Linked DNA regions of Sus scrofa: all the other regions are linked to region 1. A link is a contact called in public Hi-C and promoter capture Hi-C data. All regions are on one chromosome and are shown on one strand. The core of a region is the stretch at or near the end of the contact, and the rest is flanking DNA. Distances in the headings are between cores, read along the strand shown. Region 1 holds the start of RAB8A (RAB8A, member RAS oncogene family). Region 2 holds the start of TMEM38A (trimeric intracellular cation channel type A). Region 3 holds the start of LOC110259328 (phylloquinone omega-hydroxylase CYP4F2-like).

Region 1 (3,575 bases), core at 794-3,293:
TATCCACGAGGATGCAGGTTCAATCCCTGGCCTCCCTCAGTGGGTTAAGGATCCAGTGTTGCTGTGAGCTGTGGGTGTAGGTCACAGATGTGGCTTGGATCTGGCATTGCTGTGGGTCAGATCTGGCATTGCTGTGGCTGTAGTGTAGGCCAGCGGCTACAGCTCCAACTCGACCCCCTAGCCTGAGAACCTCCATATGCCTCGGGTGCGGCCCTAAAAAAAAAAACATAAAAATAAAAAACAGGATGAGAGGGATGAAAGAAAAGTGTTGGAGATGACTTGGGTTTCACTTGGTAATTAAAGACAAGCTAGTGTGAGTAGATGACAAATTCAGTGGAGGACATGATGAATTAAAGTATCTGACAGATCCAAAAGCAGGCACCCTGAAAGCATTCGGGACATGGAGTAACAGCTGGACTATGGGTTCTCTAAGAACTGAGAATCACCAGCATGGAGATGGTAGAAGCCACGGGAGTGAGTAAGATCACCATGAAAGCAAGAACAGAGGTAGAAAGAACCAAGAGAAACACCAATATCTAAGGGAAGAGCAAAAAATCCCAAAGTAGACTGCAATGGAACCTTAGAATTAGAAGCAGCACCCTGAGAAGGTAAATAGAGGGAATAAAAGAAGCAGGCAAATAACATGGGAAGAGTACAAAGAAAAAGATCTGTGAGAGGAGGTGGTCAATAGTATCAAATGCCACAGAGGCTGAATGCAGCCAGGTGGTCATTGCCTCTGGTTGGTTGAAGCTTTTCCTAACCAGAGCCAGATTAGCCAAAGAATGTGAAGTGGGACAGTGAGGAGAGGCAGCAGTCATCTTTTGTCAAGATCCTTGGGAAGCCTCCAGGCCTGATAGCCCAGAGTGACACATGGCGGTGAGTCCACCCAAGTGATGTGGCTCATCCCTACCACGCAGAAAACTATCTGATCAAGACCTTAGCCTCTGAAGCTGTTCGGTTTGAGTTCAAAAACCAATTTATCTGGTTAAGAGCCTGGGAAAGTCATTTAACCTCTCAGTCTTGTTTTCTCACCGTAAAACTTGGTGGGGGGAAGCGTGAACACACACAATAATACCTACCTCGGTGGGTTGGGGTGTGGACAAAATATTTTATAAATTTTTTTATAAGTGCTGACAACACTGGCAGGCACAGAACCAAAAGCTCTTTAGTATTCCCTCTAATTCTCACTATCCGAACTCTCTCGGCGGGTTCCAAGGCTCCAGGGTGCAACTCAGACGGCTGACTGGGTCGCGGCGGGAGAGGCTCTGGGACAAGTCCTGGGCAACCTCTAAATAGATCCAAGGGAGCATCCTGAGGAGTCCTGCGGACCTCGGGGCGCAGCTTGTGGCTGAGGCCTGGGTGTCTCTAGGAAGATCCGCTGGCCAGCGTCAAGGCCCCGGAGCAAGTCTCGAGGGGGCCTCGTTTCGACTATGACGGTACTTCTGCTCTCCTATCTCTTCGGCTCCGCCCGGTCTGACACGGAAGCCTGCAGACCGCACCACCACCGCCACGCCACATTCCCGCGCTGGACCCGACGCTAATTGAACTTGCTCCGGCCTGGAACAGCAAGAGCCAGAGAACACCCCCACCACCCGCGTGCGCCCTCTGCTGGCACACTACGGCCTTCCCGGCGCGCTTGCGCACGCTCCCCAGACCCCGCCCCAGCTTGAGGGCGCGCGGAGCCGTTGGCCCAGCTGCCCGCCCTCCCCCTCCCATCGGGGGGCGTGGCCGCCCTAGAGTCAGAGGAAGAAGGCGGGGACACAGAGATGCCATGCCCCAGCCTTGTCCCCATTTGAAGCCCCTCGACTCCTCACCACTGGCCAATCGCAGTCCGCCCTGTCCTGAGCGCCGGCCAATGAGCGGCGCCCTCAGGCCGCTTCCGGCTCTGCGCCCTGCTCGCCCCTTCCCCACGTCTTCCTGAGACGGGCGGGGCGCGGGGGCGGGCGTCGGCCGCGGTGACGCGCGGCGGGCCAGGAGCCAATGGGGGGCGGGATCGGCGCTGATGGACTGGGCCAGGGGCCAGTGGCGAGGCGCTGGCCGCACTTCCCGTCGGGGAGAGAGTGTAATATGGCGAAGACCTACGATTACCTGTTCAAGCTGCTGCTGATCGGGGACTCGGGGGTGGGGAAGACCTGTGTCCTGTTCCGCTTCTCCGAGGACGCCTTCAACTCCACTTTCATCTCCACCATAGGTAGTGGGGCCGGGAGCGCGGAAGGCCCAGGCCGGGCTCTCACCCTGAGGGCTGGGACTGAGGGAGCTGCTGAGCGGGATGGACCCGAGATCTGAGAGGGTCGAGAAGGCCGGAGCGGGAAGGAGCAGTAGCCTGCACCGCCCTTTGGGGGTTCCTGGGCCATGGGGCGGGGGTGAGGGTCAGGTACCCAATTTGCAGATGGGAATACTGAGGCCCCAATCCTCAGCCTACTTGTCAGGGAGTGTATGTCCTGGACAGAGTCTTGGCGCCCTGTCATCTTGTTCTTGCATCGGCCCTCGAAGCAGTCTTTGGGGTCTTTGACTTATAAACGTAGAAATGTGGAGTTGTCCATGGGGAAAGGACAGTGACAGGTGACATCTAACTTTATTGAGCTTTTATTGTGTGTCAGGTGCTTTACGTGCATGATCACACTTCCTGGTCCTCTGTGTCAAGTGCTGTTATGAGTTACTTTCACAGAAGAGGCATTTGAGGCTCAGGGAGACTGTACTTGCCCAAGGTCACACAGTCTACTGGTGGCAAGGATGGTATTTGTACCCAGGTGTGTTTGACCCCCCAAACTCAAGGCTCAACCGTCCCAGAGAGATGTGAGCACTCACTCCCCAGGACAAGCATAGCTGATCCATGTCTAAGCCAGGACTCCAACCCAGACCTCTCCTGCTCTTTTATAATGGAATATTCAGGGGTTGAGCCCCCTCCCTGATCCTATTTCCCCTAGAGATGAATTTCTTCTGGAAAGAATGATGAGAGGGAGTCCAGAGACTTTCCTTGCCCAGCTTTCCATCCCACTAGAGGGTAACAGAAATGGCAAGTGACAGCTGTCTGCCCTGGGACCTGTCATCCTGAGGAGATGCCAGATAAAAGCTTCAGCTTAGAAACCAAAATCAGCCACTGCCACAGACAGCCCCAACTTCCCTATCACTAGGGCCAGGACACCAGTTGTCACTTTGCAAAACAGCCTTGCCCACAGGGCCAGCCCACACTGTGGTTGAACAGAACTGACCTGTTGCTTCTCAGTTCTGACATCCACAAAAAGTGGGAGCTGACTTCTCACCAGAAAAAAGGCCATTGCCTGCATGAAAAGGTTTGACTGGGAAGTAACACCCATCAGGCAGAGTGGCCTCTAAGCTCTGCAGCCCTGCTCTGGATGGGGAAGCAGAAGAATGGTCACCAAGCCCAGGGGTTAGAAAAAAACTAGGGAGTAGGTGTTGCTTTACCCCAGTGTATGTTATCTCCCTGAACCCCACAGTGAGCTGCTAATTCCATCCTTGCCAGCCTCCAAGAGCTGCACTTTGCAAGATACTTAGGTGCCAGATGTAAAGAGAATTGGACTAGAACTCATCATGCCTGTTTCCCAGCTGCTGTT
Region 2 (3,575 bases), core at 408-2,907, 490 kb after region 1:
AGGAGAAGCAGACAGCGTCTACTTTCAACAGGACAAAGAAACCGTTTAGTCCCCGGGCCCTGACTCCCAGCTCAGAGGGGAGCTCTAACCTTACCGCTGATTTGCTGTGTGACCTCGCTGTTCAATAATCCTCCCTGCCCCGCCCATCACAGCTATGCCTGCAGCCACGGACGGTGTGGAGAGGGTGGTCCGAAGGTGCCAGATGCGGGGTTGAGGGTACAGGCTAGGGCTAAGAGATTCTTGGGTGATGGGCCTGAGGCTCTCGTGCTTGTGAGCAGAGGGATCTCAGGAGAGTCCGATTTCATGTCGCTGTGGCCTGGAGGGTCACAGGAGGATGGCCCATAATGAAGGCGGGGCCAGAGGGCTGGGACTCGAGGGCAGGGCCCGCGGCGTAGGAAGGGCTCAAGCTCTCGGGGGCGGGGCTACGGGTCCCCCGGATGGAGCTGCGGTCCAACGCGGCCTACTCACAGTTTAAAGTTGAGCACCGCCCCGGCGTTCATCAGCAGCGTCCTGCAGAGGGAGAATACGGTTACATGGGCCGCCCCTCACCCCGTCGGGCCCTCTGGCCCAATCTTCCGGTCCCCCTAATTACCCAAACAGCAGGATGTCCCCGATCATCGTTACGGCCGGAGTGTCCGTCAGAACAGGAAGCGGAAGCCTCTGGGAGGGAGGGGAGAGGAACACGAGCCGACCAATCTCGAAGCAGCTCTGGCAAGGGCTGAGCCAATCAAAGACCAAGGCAGTCAGGGTCCCGCCTGCTGTAGACCAAACCCCCTTCAGAAAGAGAGAGCGCCGCTCCTTGTTGGGGAGGTCCAGAGTGTAACCAAGAAAGGGCGGGGCGGGGTCCTGACGTCTCCCAGGGGCGGAGCCATCTGGGGGCAGACTTGGTTCACCAATTGCGAGCCAGTCGCGCAGGCTTGAGGGACCAGCGCGCTGGAGAACTAGAGCAGCAGCTTCTGTTGTGGGGTTGGGGTCTCGGATGGGGCTTCTGGAGAAACACGGTCCCCTGATCCTTGAACTGCATAGGGGAATGGGTCTTGACAGAGTGGGCTCTCCAGGGCATGGAGGCCCAGATTGATTGGACTCCAAAAGGGCCTCCTCCCGGGCTCCACGGGAGCCGGGATCCCACACTAGACGGGCAGTACCGGGGGCAGGGGTCCCAACTGACCGATTCCCTTGGAAGACGGGGTTCCTTGTGGAGGACAGATGTCATGACTTACAGAGGGCTGAGATCATGACAGCTTTATAGACGACAGGGGTCCTGACTGAAGGGGCCCTTTGGTGCACGGGATTATGGGGTTCACAACTGATCCGGCCCCACGAGGGACGGAGGTCCTCCTGATCTAGGGGCTCCACAGAGACGAGGGTCCTAATCGAGCCCCACGGGAACCGGTCCTTGATGATCCATCCTGCCTGTTGGGCCCTGTGCTGAGCGAATCTCGTCCCCCTACAAAGACAGCTCCCCTGCCCAACTCACACACCACAAGGACCCCTCGAAGCCCACTTCGCTGGGCTGGGGGTCGTGATGGCCGAAGGGACTGACTGTGTGACACTCGACCGACAGGGCTCCGTAGGACAGGATTGTCCCAAGACCCGCTCCGAAGCCAGCGGTAGCCCCTCCTCTCCCGCGGGGGCCGGGTTGGGGGCGGTGCCTGGCGGGCGGGGGCGGGTCCAGCAGCGGGGCGCATTCGCCGGGCCTCGGGCAGCTGGACGCACCCGGCCGGGGGCTGGGGTGCGACCCGTCAGGCGCCATGGAGCTGCTCTCGGCGCTGAGCCTGGGCGAGCTGGCGCTCAGCTTCTCGCGGGTGCCCCTCTTCCCTGTCTTCGACCTTAGCTATTTCATCGTCTCCATTATCTACCTCAAGTATGAGCCAGGTGAGCCTGGGTTGGGGGCTGGAGAGGGCTGGCATTAAAGGGACGGGGGTAAACCCTGGGGGTCTGGAGGAAGAGAAAGGCCTGGATCGTGGAGGGGAGGGGACAGCCCCAGGGCCTGGTTCGGGGGAGCAGGCAGGTGCCGGGATCGTGAGATTCTCCTATTCGGGAGCGGGAAGAGGGTAGGGACTGGAGGGAGGGCAAGGGGAGAAGCCCCTGGGATTGCGGGGCTGGGGGAAGGGAAGCTGATGCAAGCCAGAGGGAAGGAAAGTGATTGTTCAAAGGAGGGGGAGCAGGTACTGGGGAGGAAGCAAGGAGAGAAGGTCTGGGGTCCTGCTGGGTAGGGTCACGTGTGCTTGGGCAAGGGTCGTAGGTCGTGGTGAGGGCACCGGCGGGGGTTGGCGCTCTCGGCCGGGCCAGATGTCCTGGCTGCCCGGAGCCGTGACCTCCCTCCTTGCCCTTGGCGTGAGAAGCCGGAGTGGCAGCTGAGTGTCTATATAAGGGCCGGCTGTGCTGGGGGCTGTGATCAGGCTCAGAGAAAGTGACACCGGTGCCCCCTCCCTGCTGTGGCCATGGAGCCGAAGCTGTGCTAGATCTCCGAGCCCGGCGGGAATTCCTCCAGCTCTGGTCCGGATCCTTTGCACTTACTGAGTAGTACTGGCCCTAGGGCAGGGTGATTTGGGGTCAGCCTCCTCCCACCAGCTGCAGACCCTCAAGGAGAATCGCTGCGCTGGAAGACCCAGCTTCCAGGGTTGTGATGGCAGATGGCCTCCTTAAAAATGCCTTGTATTTTTATACAAGATTCAGGGAGTGGTTTTTTTCCTTTCCTAGTATTTTAATAATTTTAGCACACCAGCAAACTAGAAGGACAACAGGGTTTAGCTTTAGAAAAAAGACCCATTACCCCAAATTTTGTGAACCTCTCCCCTGTTTAAATGTAAATTACCCCTATATTCTCTTCTCAGTGGAAATAGTTTTTCTAAAAAGATGATAAAAATAGACGCTCATATATATTAAAAAAAAATCAAACTGAAAAGCCCAAAGGAAAAAAGAGATGATTACAGTTGACATGGTGGCCACCTTTCCAGACCTCTCTTCTCTGCATGTATACCTCTGTAGTTATGGATGGAAATACATGTCTTATGCAAATAGGACCATACTCTGCCTGCCAAGTGTTTTTTTTTTTTCCATTTTATTTTAGTTCATCCACATGCCAGAGCCTATTTCTTTAAAAGCTCTTCTGGAAAGCAGTTGCTTTGCAAAGCAAAATAAGCTTTATATTGCCTTAGCCTGACACGGGGCTGTATTTCCTACAGATGAATTCCTGGTGGCTCAGGCCAGTCCCCTGGGCAAGTACAGAACCTAATACACATTGGGAAATCTAAAATTGTGGAGGGCAGAAGCCCCATAAAGATGTAGAACACAACTCTCTGGAAGGAAAGAGGTCTCTGGGCTGGCTGGGAGGGTGTGGGAGGGATTGGGACATTCCTGCTGGACTCACAGAGTAAATCATCTGAACTTGAAGTACCAAAGCCTGAAGGTTCCTGAAGGTTGTTCAATGGTTCTGAACCCCAGCTGCACCTTAGAGGCCCCTGGGGGCTCTTAAATCCCCACCTCATCTCTGCTCCAGACCACCTGGATCAGAATATCTAGGATAGGACCCTGGCATGCTCCTGCTTCAAGCTCCCCTCCCCCCAGTGATG
Region 3 (3,575 bases), core at 383-2,882, 390 kb before region 1:
GCGTGGCGTAAGGAAAAGGCTTGGGCTTGGTGGCATGACAGATGTGGGTTGCTTCCAGCTCTGCAACTTAGCTAGAGGCTTGCCCTCTTTGGGCCTCTTCTATGAAACAGGTCTCTTCCCTCCTTCCATCACTTGGGTCTCTCTGCCTGATCCCAGGGTGCAGGCCCAGAGCACTGGGGGAATGTGTGATGTATTATCTTGCTGGCAAAACTCCTGGCATACAGTGGGTTTACTTTACGGAGAGCAGCTAACACACATAAAGAGTACCTGACACATAGTAGGTTGCTTCATGTAGAGTACCTGGCATATTGTAGATGCTCCCTGTGTGGTATGTTTGACACTCAGTGGGAATGCTAAATGTAGAAAATCTGTAATACAGTAGATAGGATTTGTGTAGAGTACCCAGCATAATGAACATTGCTCAGGGAAGGTTTATTTTATGTTGAGCACCTGATACAGAATAGGTGCACTTATGCAGGGCCCCTGGCACACTGTAGGCATAGTGTACACAGACCACCCAACACATAATAAGTATGCTTTACATACAGTACCAGCAAATAGTAGGTGTGCTTTATGTAAAACATCTGGCACTTAGTATGCATGCCTTGTGGACAGTACCCAGCAGATGGTAGCCAAGATTTATGCATCTACCTAGCACACAGTAAATTCACTTTATATAGAACACTTGGAACATAGTAGGTACCCTTCATGTAGGCATGCTTTATGTAGTTTCTGACACACTGTAGGCATGCTTTTTGAGGGAGTCAGCACAGAGTAGGCACTCTTTCCATGCAATTCTCTGCACAGAGTAGGTTCACTTTGTTCTGCGTACTGGTACACAGTAGCACAGGTACTAACTGACAGCTCTTTCCCTTCACTCTATCATTTGTGGGTCTCCTGACCCTTCCTATCTTCCTGTGGATTCCTCCTCTGTCCCTGTCTCAATGTCTCATCCAACATCTCATTTCCCGAATTTGATGGAACAGCCCATAGTAAGAGTGAGGGTGGTCAGGATTTCCTCCTCTGTCAGGACCCTGTTTTCTCTGGGCCCCTCACAGGCTTACTCTTCATGCCTCCATATGCCCTCTTCCAACTGCGCTCTTTACCCACTGACTCTGATGTGCATAATCCCCAGTCAGACTGGTTTCTCAATTCCTGTTCTCAGCAGTTATGTCTAAACCCAAGCTCTGGGTGGCCTGGAGGTAGGGATTGAACTCCTGCCAGACAGTGTGCCCTGGAAGCCAGAGGCTTTTTTTCCTCTGGCCTGATTCTGTGCCAAGAAATGGTGCATGCCACCCTTCTGGCCCATGTGTGCAGAAGAGCCCCAGAGATGTTTGTCCTGCTCATCTTGAACCTGAACATTCATAAGTTTACCTGCTGCATCCTGACCTTGGAACGGCAGGGGTGTCTGTAAACTTACAGGCTCAGAGTCACCTCTGCCTGCCCCCAACTTGCCTACCTGGGAGGTGTTGTGTTCTGAGGATCATGTGTCCAGACTGTGTGACCTGAGCTAGTTTACAGCCCTCTCTCATAAAACAGTTGGCTCCCCTTCCCCCTCTATTTGGGTAGCGGCCAGGTGGGGAGGAGGTAAAGAGGCTGCGGGGATTGGCTGGCTTAGCCTGGCCCCTGCTAACTTCCCTTAGGTCAGGGGCCAGTGGCAAAGAGTTTCCAGGAGGAAAGGAGGGAAGTTGTGTGGGACAAGGTGCTCCTGACAGAAGGTGCCAGGCTTGGAGTCAAGGGGCTGGGGGTTGTGGCCTGAGGTGAGGAAGGACGCAGTCCAAGGCAGGGTGGTTCCAGGGAATGAGCTGGCCTGGGAGGTGAGTGGACACCAGTGGTAACTACATACTATGTCTATTTCTGTCTCTATCTCTCTGTCTTTCTCTCCCTTTTCCTCTGGATTTCCCTGGGTCCCCCTCCCATCTCTGAGCACTTATCTGCCTGTCTCTGAGCCCTTTTTTTTCCATTTCCAGAACTTATCATCACCCCCCCTTCCCCCTTCTCCTCTTCTTATCTCTGCCCCAGAGTTCACCCTCAAGGCCCTTTGCTCAGTCTCAGGAACTCACTCTCCACACTCTCTGCCCTGCAGGATGCTGCAGCTGAGCGTGTCCTGGCTGGGACTGGAGACAGTGGCAGCCTCACCATGGCTGCTTCTATTGCTGGTTGGGGCTTCCTGGCTTATGTCCCGAGTCCTGGTCTGGACCTATGCTGCCTACAACTATTCTCGCCACCTCCAAAGTTTCCCACAGCCTCCAAAACGGAACTGGTTCTTGGGTCACCTGGGCCTGGTGAGTCTGCAGGGTCAGGGTGGATGGACTTCAAGAATGAATCCCAGGAGTTGGGCTGGGGTTTGGTACAGCAGAGAATGAGGGAGGCCAAAGAGCTCCCTCTTTTTTCACTCATTTATTCCTCTGCTCTACCATCCCAGGCTTTTCCCACATCCTGTCCTTTCACCCCTAGTCTGTTTCTAGGTCTATTTCCTGCCTGTTCCACACATATCTGAGGCCAGGCTGCACAGAGCCTAGTCCCCCAGCCTTTCCAGTCTCCATGATGGCCTTGAGTCCTCCTCAAGGGCAGTGTCCAGGGTGCCTTCTGCAAGCAGCCCTTTTCCTTGGGTCTTCTCATTCTGGGCTACAGCTTCCCCACAGGAATTAGCTAGCTGTCTATAGGGTCATAGCTCCCTACTCCCTCCCCATCCTGAGCACCTTCCTCTTCTCTTACTCCCCTTCCCCCTAGATGTCCCAACGGGCCCATTGCCCAATCTGGGTGAAGTTGGCCCCTCACTTCCCCTTTCAGAAGTTTCCTTAGACCTTCTGCCACCCCCTCTTACCCCCGTGGGCCTTGTGCCCCAGACCTTGACCTTGGACTTGGCCCTGCTCATGATTAAATAAATAGCTAACTGTCCAATGACTTATTGACCATCTTTCCCATTTGAGGATAGTTCTGGGGAGCAGACAGTACAGTGTCCAGTCCAGGGCTGGTGTATGGTAGGCACTCAAAATAAATGATTCATGACCTAGGTAATGAACTTGCTATCACCTCCCTCCGTCAAGGTCAAAGGAATGGGTTTCCAGCTCCTCCCATCTCCCAGTGCTGTTGAGAGAGGAGCACAGTTTTCCTTTCCTGCCTGGGAGGAGAACTACAACTTGGGAAAGGACTTACTGCAATTTTCGTGTTTGTTACTGCAAAGTTCAGAATGGGGGCATGCTGAAGCTCACTGTGAAGATTTCCTGAGACTCAGGGTCTTGAAATGGCCTCAGTGAGCCTTGTAGGCAGCAGGAAAGTTACAAATTTGCTGTTGTTCTGCCTTCCTCTCCAAGGGCTTGCCTGAGGGGACTGGTCTTGGAAGTTTTCCTCCCCCCAGCTCCTCTTGCTGTGTGACCTCAGCTGACTCACTCTCCCTCTCTGGACCAATCTCATCAAGTGCTTTGAATCCTTACCTCGGTGTCCTTGGGGAGAGGGGACTGAGTCACAAAGGTGAATATGACTTATATTCAGCTTCCCAGAGCACCTGGGAGTATTTGTCAGGCTTGAATGGGGTATTATGAGGGGGAGAATGTTTCACCAGGAGGGGACCT

Evidence for each region. Promoter capture Hi-C pulls out the DNA fragments that hold promoters and counts their contacts. Hi-C and Micro-C count contacts between places; a contact is called where the count stands out from the background.
Region 2: a contact with region 1 is called in a Hi-C map of liver, with 5 times the contacts expected there. The contact joins the promoter of TMEM38A here to the promoter of RAB8A in region 1. A contact is called at or near these places in 2 of 47 Hi-C or Micro-C datasets (liver and retroperitoneal adipose tissue).
Region 3: a promoter capture Hi-C map of liver shows a contact between it and region 1, with 6 times the contacts expected there. The contact joins the promoter of LOC110259328 here to the promoter of RAB8A in region 1. A contact is called at or near these places in 1 of 5 promoter capture datasets (liver) and 1 of 2 datasets of contacts at active chromatin or transcription factors (alveolar macrophages).

What each region holds. Positions count from the first base shown.
Region 1 is chr2:61,448,819-61,452,393 of Sscrofa11.1, reverse strand. RAB8A (RAB8A, member RAS oncogene family) reads left to right here and starts at 2,043. Exons shown (of 8, transcript NM_001243802.1): 1 at 2,043-2,191. The coding sequence starts at 2,068.
Region 2 is chr2:60,958,609-60,962,183 of Sscrofa11.1, reverse strand. TMEM38A (trimeric intracellular cation channel type A) reads left to right here and starts at 1,657. Exons shown (of 6, transcript XM_021083580.1): 1 at 1,657-1,875. The coding sequence starts at 1,752. SMIM7 (small integral membrane protein 7) reads right to left here and starts at 652. Exons shown (of 5, transcript NM_001244720.1): 1 at 593-652; 2 at 469-510. The coding sequence starts at 618.
Region 3 is chr2:61,833,744-61,837,318 of Sscrofa11.1, reverse strand. It overlaps LOC110259328 (phylloquinone omega-hydroxylase CYP4F2-like), which reads left to right and starts at 1,632. Exons shown (of 13, transcript XM_021083598.1): 1 at 1,632-1,817; 2 at 2,087-2,285. The coding sequence starts at 1,801.